Linked DNA regions of Gossypium hirsutum: region 1 is linked to region 2. A link is a contact called in public Hi-C data. All regions are on one chromosome and are shown on one strand. The core of a region is the stretch at or near the end of the contact, and the rest is flanking DNA. Distances in the headings are between cores, read along the strand shown.

The links. A called contact is a pair of places that touch in the nucleus more often than the background predicts.
Region 1: a Hi-C map of leaf shows a contact between it and region 2, with 2.2 times the contacts expected there. The contact joins the promoter of LOC121220119 here to the promoter of LOC107913039 in region 2. A contact is called at or near these places in 2 of 34 Hi-C or Micro-C datasets (both in leaf).

Annotation. Positions count from the first base shown.
Region 1 is chrD08:34,317,385-34,322,741 of Gossypium_hirsutum_v2.1, reverse strand. LOC121220119 (rhodanese-like domain-containing protein 14, chloroplastic) reads right to left here and starts at 3,032. Exons shown (of 6, transcript XM_041099307.1): 1 at 2,268-3,032; 2 at 2,092-2,138; 3 at 1,696-1,788; 4 at 1,469-1,607; 5 at 1,274-1,376; 6 at 582-962. The coding sequence starts at 2,487. The coding sequence ends at 848. It overlaps LOC121220120 (a long non-coding RNA gene), which reads left to right and starts at 2,050. Exons shown (of 2, transcript XR_005917301.1): 1 at 2,050-2,176; 2 at 2,283-2,542.
Region 2 is chrD08:33,613,251-33,618,385 of Gossypium_hirsutum_v2.1, reverse strand. It overlaps LOC107913039 (outer envelope pore protein 37, chloroplastic), which reads left to right and starts at 2,792. Exons shown (of 7, transcript XM_016841494.2): 1 at 2,792-3,443; 2 at 3,909-3,998; 3 at 4,322-4,489; 4 at 4,750-4,844; 5 at 5,035-5,135. The coding sequence starts at 3,039.

The DNA.
Region 1 (5,357 bases), core at 1,783-4,282, 700 kb before region 2:
GGGTAAAGCGCCGTTAAAGGTCATGTTCTATAGCGGCGTTTTTCACATAAACGCCGCAAAATTTAGCGTTGTCTATAGCGACATTTTTTGCCGCGCTTGTGAAAGCGCCGCAAATAGTTTTAACAGTGCTTAAAAACGCCGCTATAGGCCTAAAAAAACGCCGCTAAAAGTCTATTTGCTATAGTGTCCTTGTGAAAATTGCATCACTGACAACAGAGTGAGTGCAAGAGAGAACCTTGAATTTCTTGGCAATTTCGTCTCTGTTTTGTTTCATTTGAGTAATAATAGGATTTACTCTCTAAAGAGTTATTTCTCTACCTATTTCAACATTTCTCTACCTATTTCAAAACCATCCCACAAGTCAAAAGCACTCAAATATGGTCTCGTTTTCACTGCCCAAATGGGGTAGTTATCTTCTATCCCACCCGATATTGTCACGATTAACATCAGCTTGGATTTGAACAAAGTATTTGGCCATGGATTTTTACCACTAAACTCAGTAGGAAAGAGTGAAGGCCTTGTCTTAAGGTACCCTTAATTACGTGTAAAACATGAAATGGTTTAAACTAGTACACTGATAATTGACAGGTCATTGTGAATCACGTCAAATTTGATGATTTGGCTGTTGCCACTAGTTGCAAACCTTCGGTTTTACTACTTATACATTCAATTTTTCACATTTAACAGAAAAAAAAAAGTCATACATAACTTAAGGTGATACAAGATTCTTAGTATGATTAAAATGCCTAAAAGAGATCACATTCAAAACCTAAAGGAAAATGGTAGAAATCAGTCTTAAGGACAAAATTTGAGCTTCGATGGAAGCACCATCTAATCATTTGATATATCATTCTTCAGATTCTGATGGCAGTCCTTCTTTGAACCATGTATAAAGACCCCCTTCTAAATGGAAAACATTTTTGTACCCATTGAGCACAAGCAAGTAAGCCGCTATGAGTGATCTGCAAGGATTCAAAAGCAAGCACTTGTATCTTCTAGTTGACAAAAAGTTCAGCAAATAAATAACTTTAATTGCTTAGATTGAGGGGAAATGAAAAATCATCAAACATCAACTACTAATTACTAATTAGGCCTTTTGAGCTTCACTTTTAATCAATGTCGATGGTTTGTTTAGTTACTAGTTTAATCCTATCTACTTCTCATTTAAGCACCACACCTAGCTATCAGATTTGAACTACATTAAGCTTGTAATTTCTAATTAGGCCTATAATGCATGCTATAAGCTTGTATAAAATCAAAATGCTGTAAATACCTGGATTGTTGACCTTCAGGTAGATTTTGGGATGGCTTCATTGTACCCCCAGTTGTGCACGCCACTATTATCTTTGCGTCCTTGCCAAAATTTGATTCTACACCTGCTTAGATAACAAACAGTTAGTTCCTTTTGTAACTGCTAAGTAGGAAATGGTGGTGGACAATAGAAGAAAAATAGGGAACTTGATTCTACTTTGCATAAACTCAGGGTTCTCTTCTGTGCCGGAAAATATGCCAAAAAATGCAAATGCTGCACGCCTGGCGATATCCCATGCCGTCCACTCCTTTATAAGCCTATATATCTGAATATTAACAGCACCTGCTGGATGAGCCTGCATCAAAAGGCATCAAATTTAGCAGCATTAACTGAAACGCCCCTTTCGTGACTGATTATTTTCCTGTTGTAATGAACCGACTGACCTCTTTAAATTCTGCTTCAGGACGTACATCGAGAATCACAAAGTTATTCTCTTTTTGAAGGCGAAAAGCTTCCTTTGCATCCACACTTCTTACCTGCAAGCAAAGGGTAATCCTGTTGTTATGCTTGCGTTGTCATCCTTACAGACACTCACCTGTGTACAGGAGCTTTATCCCCCCTTAGGGGATTCTTCTTCTCAATTCATGATATTTGATGGTATTTATAAATATTTCTAGCTTTTTACTTCCATCCTCTAAATATAGAATCATTAGGTAGCAACTTATAAGGGGAACGGGTTGTTTGTTGTATCAACCGGTGAGAGTGACGATTTTAAATTTTCCAAGTATGTATGCAGCATCAAAATGTGTACTTAAGCATGAGAGTGGAAGATGGAATACCCTTTTCTCCAAGAGAAGTTCCCTCTTGACCTTCCAATCTTCTTCAGCTAATCCCTCCAAAAGAAGAGAAGAAAATCAAAATCAGGTCAGCCAATTTGTTTTGTTCCTGAGCCTGAGGTTCAATCGACCATTCATCTTATGATTAAATTAAGGTTGGACTACAACAGTAGTGGTACCTGGTGATTTTGCAGGCTTTGTTGCTGCACTTCGGATAATTAGGCACCGCCGATTCCGGGAAGCCAGTCTTTGCCTTGATGCTAGACCTGATCTTACACTCAAAAGGCAAGAACAGTCTGCAATAATCTGGGAAGAGAGAGTCAATGGAGAGGTCCTGAAATTGGAGTATACTGAAGAGGATGAAGCTGGGTTGGGGGTAATTGAAGTGAGTGCAGCCATTTTCTTCTGAATCGCAGAAAAGATCAGTTGCTACTAAAGGAGTTGGGTGATTGAGGGAGTTTTATATGAAATGGGCTTGTGTTTTTGTCATTTTCATGTTGTTTCAAAGAGATTGTTGGATGCTTGCTTTAGAAGTGGGCCATTCATTCTGGATATTTTTTTTGGTTGAAAAATCTGAGTTTGTGGTTCATGTGTTAAGGTGTTTGTCACAGTTGGATTTCTGTCATCCACAGAGAGCCAAGTTGGCTTGGCCTATCTTCAGTTACTGTAGAATATAGATGCTATTACTAATTTTCAGTATTAGGGCCTTAGCTTAGAACCTGCCTACCATCAGCCTCAGGAGCGCCACGAAAGGAGTTGACAGGGTGTCATAAACACAACTTTGTTCACTCGGTTGTAAGTTTGTGAGACATTTGGATGGAGGCTCCCACTCAACTCGGTTAATAATCTCAATAGTCATAACTGGTGGTTCAGCCCAACCGCTATAGACTGTCCATCCTTATAAAATGCTAAAACGTTTTTATAGAAACACTATCAGAAAACGTAAATATGTTTGAAATGAAGAAACTTTCTTAAATACAAAAGATTTACCCTTCCTCAGGTTTCCCTATCCTTTGCCATTGCCCTATATATGAATGGCCCCTTGACATCCTACCCTATCATGACACTACAAGGTAGGGGTGTGCAAAATTCGGGTACAACCGAAAAAATTCGGTTAACCAACCGAATTCGGTTAATCGGTTGGTTAACCAAATTTTTTTGGTCGGGGTCGGTTAATTATTTTTTAATTTTTCGGTTAACGGTTAATTCGGTTCGAAACCAGTCGGTTAACCGAATTTTTTCGGTTTAATCAAAAAAATTAATAAATAAAATTATAATATATAAATAGGCCCACTATTCACCTAAACCCAATCCAAACCCAAGTATTCAACCCAACCCAATTACCCAACCCAATCATAAAAATTACAAATAATTTAATAAATAAAAATAAAATTCTAAAACTAAAACTAAAGTCTAAAAGTCTAAAAATAATTTAATTATGTAGTGATTCAATTCGGTTAATTCGGTTAATTCGGGTAATTCGGTTAATTCGGGTAATTCAGTTAATTTTTAACCAAAAATAAAAAATATATAATTTTCGGTTAATTCGGTTAACCGACCAAATTAACCGAAAAAATTTCGGTTCGGTTAATTTTTTTTGAAAAAATTTTGGTTCGGTTAACGGTTAAAAATTTTGAAAGGTCGGTTAATTTTGTTAATATTATTTCGGGTCGGTTAACCGAATGAACACCCCTACTACAAGGTTGCACTATGACATAGGGGTAGAGGTCCCTAAAATGAAAAATTATTACATTAGTCTTTTATATTTTATAAAATATAAATGAGTAAACCATAAAATTCCATTTTCATGTTGAAGATAATAAAATTTTAATTTAATCTTTTAAACATTTTAAAGATATAAATTAATACAATAATAAAATTACATTTTAACTTTAAAAAAAATATAATTTATTTATGATCCCTAAAAATAGTTTCTAACTTAGTCTTTGTGTCCCATCCAGATATGTATTTTAAAGATTGCAATTTCTCGCAGCAATCAACCCACTTCCCTTTGCCCTTTGCTATCCCTTCCTAGAATTAATAATCAATTAGATCTTGTGGAGCTCAACTCATAGCTTGCTAGAAGAAAAAAAAATGGGTTCACTCATCTCATTTCTTGTCAACTTTGGGTTGATTGATTGTATTACTCCTTGTCTCACCTTCCAATTCTCCATCATTTGCGGTGCCAAAAATTCGGTTGGGACGGTCCAACTCGAATCCGAAACGGCACATTTGTCATTTACGTGACCACACTACAGACCACCATTGGCATCACAACATAATCATGCATAACCAACAAAAAGTAAACAAAGATAAACAAATGAATCCTAATTAACAAAACATTCTCTTTTTTTTATTATATATTTTTAGCTAACAAAACATTCTTTTTTTTTTATATATATTTTTAGCTAACAAAACATTCAAACGACATCCAAGGGTATTTTTTTCTTTTTACATTCAACATAAGATAACACTTATAAAACAACAAATTAGGGGACCTTTTTATTCTAGGGTTTTATTAAATTCATTATTTGAAAGAATAAGTTTATAACGGTTAATATTTTTTTTATCTAATTTTAAAACCTAAGCTTTAGGGACTACATCGTAAAAAAAACAAAATGTACAAAATAACCATATTTCAAAATCATTTTAAGAATTACGCAATTTAACATCTAAATCATTAGTGTGAAAATTTTCAAAGCATTTCATAGTGTTTTTGGACTCCAATTTAATTTAAAATGTGTTGGACTAAATTGCAAAGTTAACAAAACAAGACTTAAACACTCAGTGTGCCAAGTTATGACCACACGACTTACCTCATTGCAACGTGATCTAGGAAGGGCCTCTTGTCACGACGACAAGATTTTGGTCATCCCGACTACTCTTGAACGTCATCATGACATCACTTGTAGATTTTTACAGAAACAACCCAAAACCTACATTTTTCAACTTTGAACACTACCCAGCATACAATTTTGTGCATTTAGGCCTATTTATTAATTATAACAAGTCACGTAACATACATTCATCATCTAAAACATGTTCAAATACCTGATAACATTCAATAGCAAGATTTGACCCCTCAAGTAAATGATCATGCTAGTAGACATGCTTTTTAACAACAATTCAATTGCTCAACACACCATATTTGCATATCATGGTTTTCTCATAATTCTACATGCTTATTTTGACCTATTTGGTCATTTAAAACATACCAAAACTTATTGAATACTGTTCACACGTTTTTATCACTTTTTAAACGAAAATTC
Region 2 (5,135 bases), core at 1,543-4,042:
TCCTTAGTGAGTCTATTTTCAATAGAAACAAGCAGAAGCACCATATGAAGCCCGTACAATGAGATAATTTATTTTTAGTGAAGAGGGAGCAGAACTGTCGAGCAGTGAAACAGGGGAGACATTAAAGAATAAACTGTACTTTTGGCTAAACCAAAAATTCTGAAAATTTTATGGTAAGAAGATATATGAGTCTAGTTTTAGGAAAAATTTACAGATCTAAATTTCAAGTTTCGTAACTCGAGTTATAATTAAATTAGTGACTGTTATGCAGGTGGACAGTTTTATTGTGAGCAATGAAATAAATTATTTTGATTTGTTTAAGTATTCAGAAAATTTTTAATGTTCCCGGTTTGGACCTGAACCATTTTCGTTGCATGTTTTAGGGTCTCGAGGGTTCACTTTAGGGATATATTGAATGAATGTGAGCGAATTAATTTTAAAAGCAAATTTTTATGCTCCGAACTAGTAAGTTAAGTCAGATAACGCCTCGTGCTCGACTCCGGCAACGGTCTCGGGTAAGGGGTGTTACACAAATCAGGCTATAACTCAATCCCTTTGAGTTCTATAATGTGTAAGTGTCAACATAGCTATATGCAAGATGCAAGCAAAGAAGACTTGGCCTTCGTATAACAATTAGACCCCAAATAGGGATGTCGATTAGCCAGGATGTTGCATGGGTACGTTATTCTACCTTCGATAGAAAGAACAATTACTCTTGAACAAGATCATGCTGATACATTTTATAAAACTAAAAGTAAAATATAAAAACAAGAGACAAAATGAATATATAAGACACAATATAAGAGAAAACTTCTTCCTTTTCTTGGTTCATCTATAGTCTCTTACATGCCTTTATTTATACGCATTATAACATAGCATCCCATAAGTTATAAAAGTAATAAGACAGTAATTGCCTTTATGTATAGAATACCTTTCACTATGTTTGGATTAAAAGTAGTAAAGGAAAAGAAAGGAAAAGAGTGGAAAGCTTAACAAATGGATAATTAAAATTAATGAAAGAAAATAAATTAATTCTAACAATTTTTGTTTGGATAAACAATGAAAGGGAAGCAAAGTATTAATTATAATAAATCTTTACAATTATAACCTTTTCATAAATTTATTTATAAAAAAAGTAGACAAAAAAAAAAAATTCTACATCTTAATATTTTGTTTTACTTTTCTTTCTCTACCTTTCCCTCCAAATTAGAGTAAATAAAAAATTTAATTTTTAAATGAAAGAAAGGGATACTCAATTTTCTTTACTTTCCTTAGCTTAAATTATTAAGTCTATCTAAACAAATATATATATATATATAACGCTTTCCCTAAATAAGTTTTACTTTTATTTTAGTCAAATAAATTGTAAGAAGTTATTTGCTTATTTGAGATAACTTTAAAATAAACCTTATATTTGGATGGAAGTAACAAATGAAAGGAAAGCAAGAGAAAGTTGTTCCACTTGTTTGGATAAAAAAAATTTTAAGGTAAGGAAAGGTTAAGACTTTTGAGTATATCCCTTACTTTTTCTCAAAGTGTCAAATTTTTAATTCCCTCAAATTGGTGGGAAAGTTAGAGAAACAAAATCTATATATTTTTAAGATATTAAATATCTTTTTTACCCTCCATTTTTACATAATATATCATAAAAATGTTATAATTATAAAACTAATATTATATTCAACTATTTCTTTTCCTTTATGTGGTTTAACCAAACACTAATTTTTTCCCTTTCTTTTATTTTTATCTTTTTTTAATCTAAACATACTCTAAAGGTGTGTTTGGTTCACCAAATCTTAGATTACGGGTATGTAAGATTATCGATGGAGTATAGTATTAACTTGTTTGGTCTATTTGGTAGAATGTAATATTCATATGTTTGGTTGACGAAATATAAGATTAATGATTTTTTTATGGGTAAATTATAAAAATGGTCACCCAACTATGCATTTCGTTCTGAGTTAGGACTAAATTGGCAAATTCTATAAATTTTAAGGGCCATATTGATTTTTTAGAATTATAACTAAAATGACAAATTTTATAAACATTGAGGGCTAAATTTGTTTAATTTTTTATATTTAAGATTAAATTGATAGAATGTGCAAACATTAAAGGGCTAATTTTGTTACTGACCAATAAAAAAACCTACATTAGCTCAAAGTGACTAAAATATTTAATTTCGAAAAGTTTAGTGACTAAATAAAAAAATTTAATAGTTGAGTGATCATTTTTAATGTTTACCCGAAAAAATAATTTTAGCATGGATTTAACGTTCCACATCATCATTTAACAAAAAAAAATTAATGGATGGGTTAATTTGCACGTTTTGAAATAATGTACAAGAGATAATTTACCTATTTTTCAATAGAGGGATCAAAATGCAATTCACCCCTAAGTATAAGGGCTTCCCCGATACTTTTACATGCATTTTCCTATAGCATTCAACAAACACATTTTAAAAAAAATCCTTAACATCAATCTAATAAACCACAAAGTAATATCAAGATGAAAAGTAATATCAGGATAAAAAAAATTGTCTAAAATTTCATATTTCACTTGGAATTTTAGATAACCTAAGAAAAAATTGTACCATTACCACATCTTGTTCACGAATATAAGATTAGGAAAAGATCAAAAAATTAAAAATTCAATACTGCAATCTCATTAAAACCAAACAACCCAAGTTTTGTCTTAAAAAAATATAGGGTTAAGGGTTCAATTAGTACATACTAAAAACATATTTAGGTGAAAAGAAAATAAAAGGGGGGGAGGGTGGGTGAGGGCAAATCAGAATCAGAAAATTTAAAAAATGTAGAAATCGAAATAACCGGTGACACAAGCATGCAAAAGACGTCACTCTCTCTCTCTCTACCAAATATCAATTTCCAAACAAAGCAAAAGCGTAGGTTGACGAAGAGTAACCCTCGCCCCTCGATTTTTTCTGGTAGCCAAAGGCCAGAATTTTTAACCCTTTGAATACCATTACCACCCATATACCTTCAATTACACACCCCAAAACCCCCCTCCCAATTTGAGCCATGCTGGACGCTTCTCCTCGAATCCCCAATTACCTTGTCCCGCCCCTGTTACCGCCACCGCCACCGTCCCCTTTGGAGCCGGAGCCTGAGCCACCGCCATCTTCTCCACCACCCAGGAAGCCCTACCAGTTTCTCTCTTCGTTATCCTCCCTCAGAGTGACTTCGGAGTTCGATAGTGATAGCCGCGTGTTCTTCCACAAGCTGTCTTGTAAGCTCTTCGACAACCTTGCGAAGCTCAAACTCTCCTTCATCAACAACGCCAAACGCGAGATCACGGAGCCCCAGTTGGCGCTATCTTCTAAGTACTTGTCCATATACTACGATCCTGAGGAACAAAATGCCATCTTCCAGGGTTACTACAATGTCGGTCCTACGTGGCATTTCAAAGCTGCCATTGATGTTAAGGTTGGTTTTTCTTTCCTTCCAACTCGCGGTTTTGGCTTAGTGGGAGTCTTGGTTGCCAATGTCATTGAAAATTGTATAAAATTGAAACCTCTTTTTTATTGTGCATGGAAGATATGAAAGATTGTTTATTATTTGGTTTTCTAGAGAATTTTCGAGTACCGGGCTTTGCATTTGGTGATCGTTTTTCGAGCCTATGAAATTGATAATGGGGTTTCAGAGGATTTTTCTTTCATAAAATGGTCTAGTTGGTCGTCATACTTGAGTCTTGAAGACCTCTCTGAACATCCTTGTGTTGTTTTTTATCTTCAATCCTATTTTTCCTTGTATTTTTGGGAATGGGGAGTTTATTATTTTTGAAGCCAACTATCATAATTGTTGTTCAAGTGCTGAATAAATATTTCCTTAAAGCCACATATGCCATATCCCCTGAATCTCTCTCTCTCTCTCTCTTTTTTTTTTTCTCAGGCACAACAAGGTGAACTGGCAGCTATTGCAAAACTTGCTGATCCTAGTTATGCTGTTGAAGTGTCATCACCTGTTCCCAATGTTTCATTGGTGAGCTTTGTTTCTCCTGGTGTCTTACTAGTGAAAATCGATTGCTTGGCATTAAGTTATGGACAATTGAGAACCATTTATCATGGAATGATGTGGTAATTCAATTTCAGCAGTTTTTTGTGGTTCTAAGTTGCTTAATGTATGTGGTGTCATACTGTTGTTTTTTTCTTTATGCATTATTCAACCCATACTATACTGACTTTTGCATCGCTTAAAACACTTGATTAATGGCAGTCCACTTGTATTTTTATGCTTCCTCTCTGATGTTTTTCAACATTGGTCATAGCTGTTTTTCTCTCATCTGAACTTTCCTGTTGCTGCAGCCCAAAGCGACATTCAGATTTCCCATCGGTGAATTTTCATTAGAGGAGAGAGAAGAGGATGACGTACCAAGGTTGTCGATAAATGGAATTGTTAAAGGTCCAATTTTGTATGGTGTAGGTGCCGCACGTTACATAGATGAAGAACTGAAACTAAGATACTCATATAAGGTGGGTTTTTTCCCTCAATGTTATAGCTTTGTGTTTACAGTCTTGTTTATATACTTGTTCATTGATTGGCTACTCTGGCTTCTATGGGAGATCCATTACACCTAATGTTGAATAACTTAGATGGCTAGGTTTTCAAAATTGGCTGAGCTGGCTGATCACCTTCTTCATAGGAAAATGCTGGGTTGGAAAACATTATGGCTGTGTAAATTTTCAAGCTTTTTGAGTGCTTTAGTAGATGGTTTTGATGGTTTTCATTGCAGGATGGGACAATGTCATTTATTCCTAGCATTTCACTACCAACTAATAGGGCGTCATTTGCATTCAAGCGACGCTTCAGTCCATCGGATAAATTGAGGTTAGTTACAACTCCTTTATCTTTGTAAATATTGGAATCTGTCGTGAATGTGCTTAATAGCTAGAGGTGCCATTTCTTTTGTTTTGCATTCTATATATGCGGAAACATATTTGATTCATTAGCTATAGAGGGTTGCTTTTTCCTTGCAATGTCAATTTCGATTGAGGTGTTCTATTGCATTTATGTGCAGCTACTGGTACAATCTTGATTCAAACTATTGGAGTGTGGTGTACAAGCACACGTATGACAAAGACTTGAAATTCAAAGCTGGCTACGATTCTGAGGTTCGTC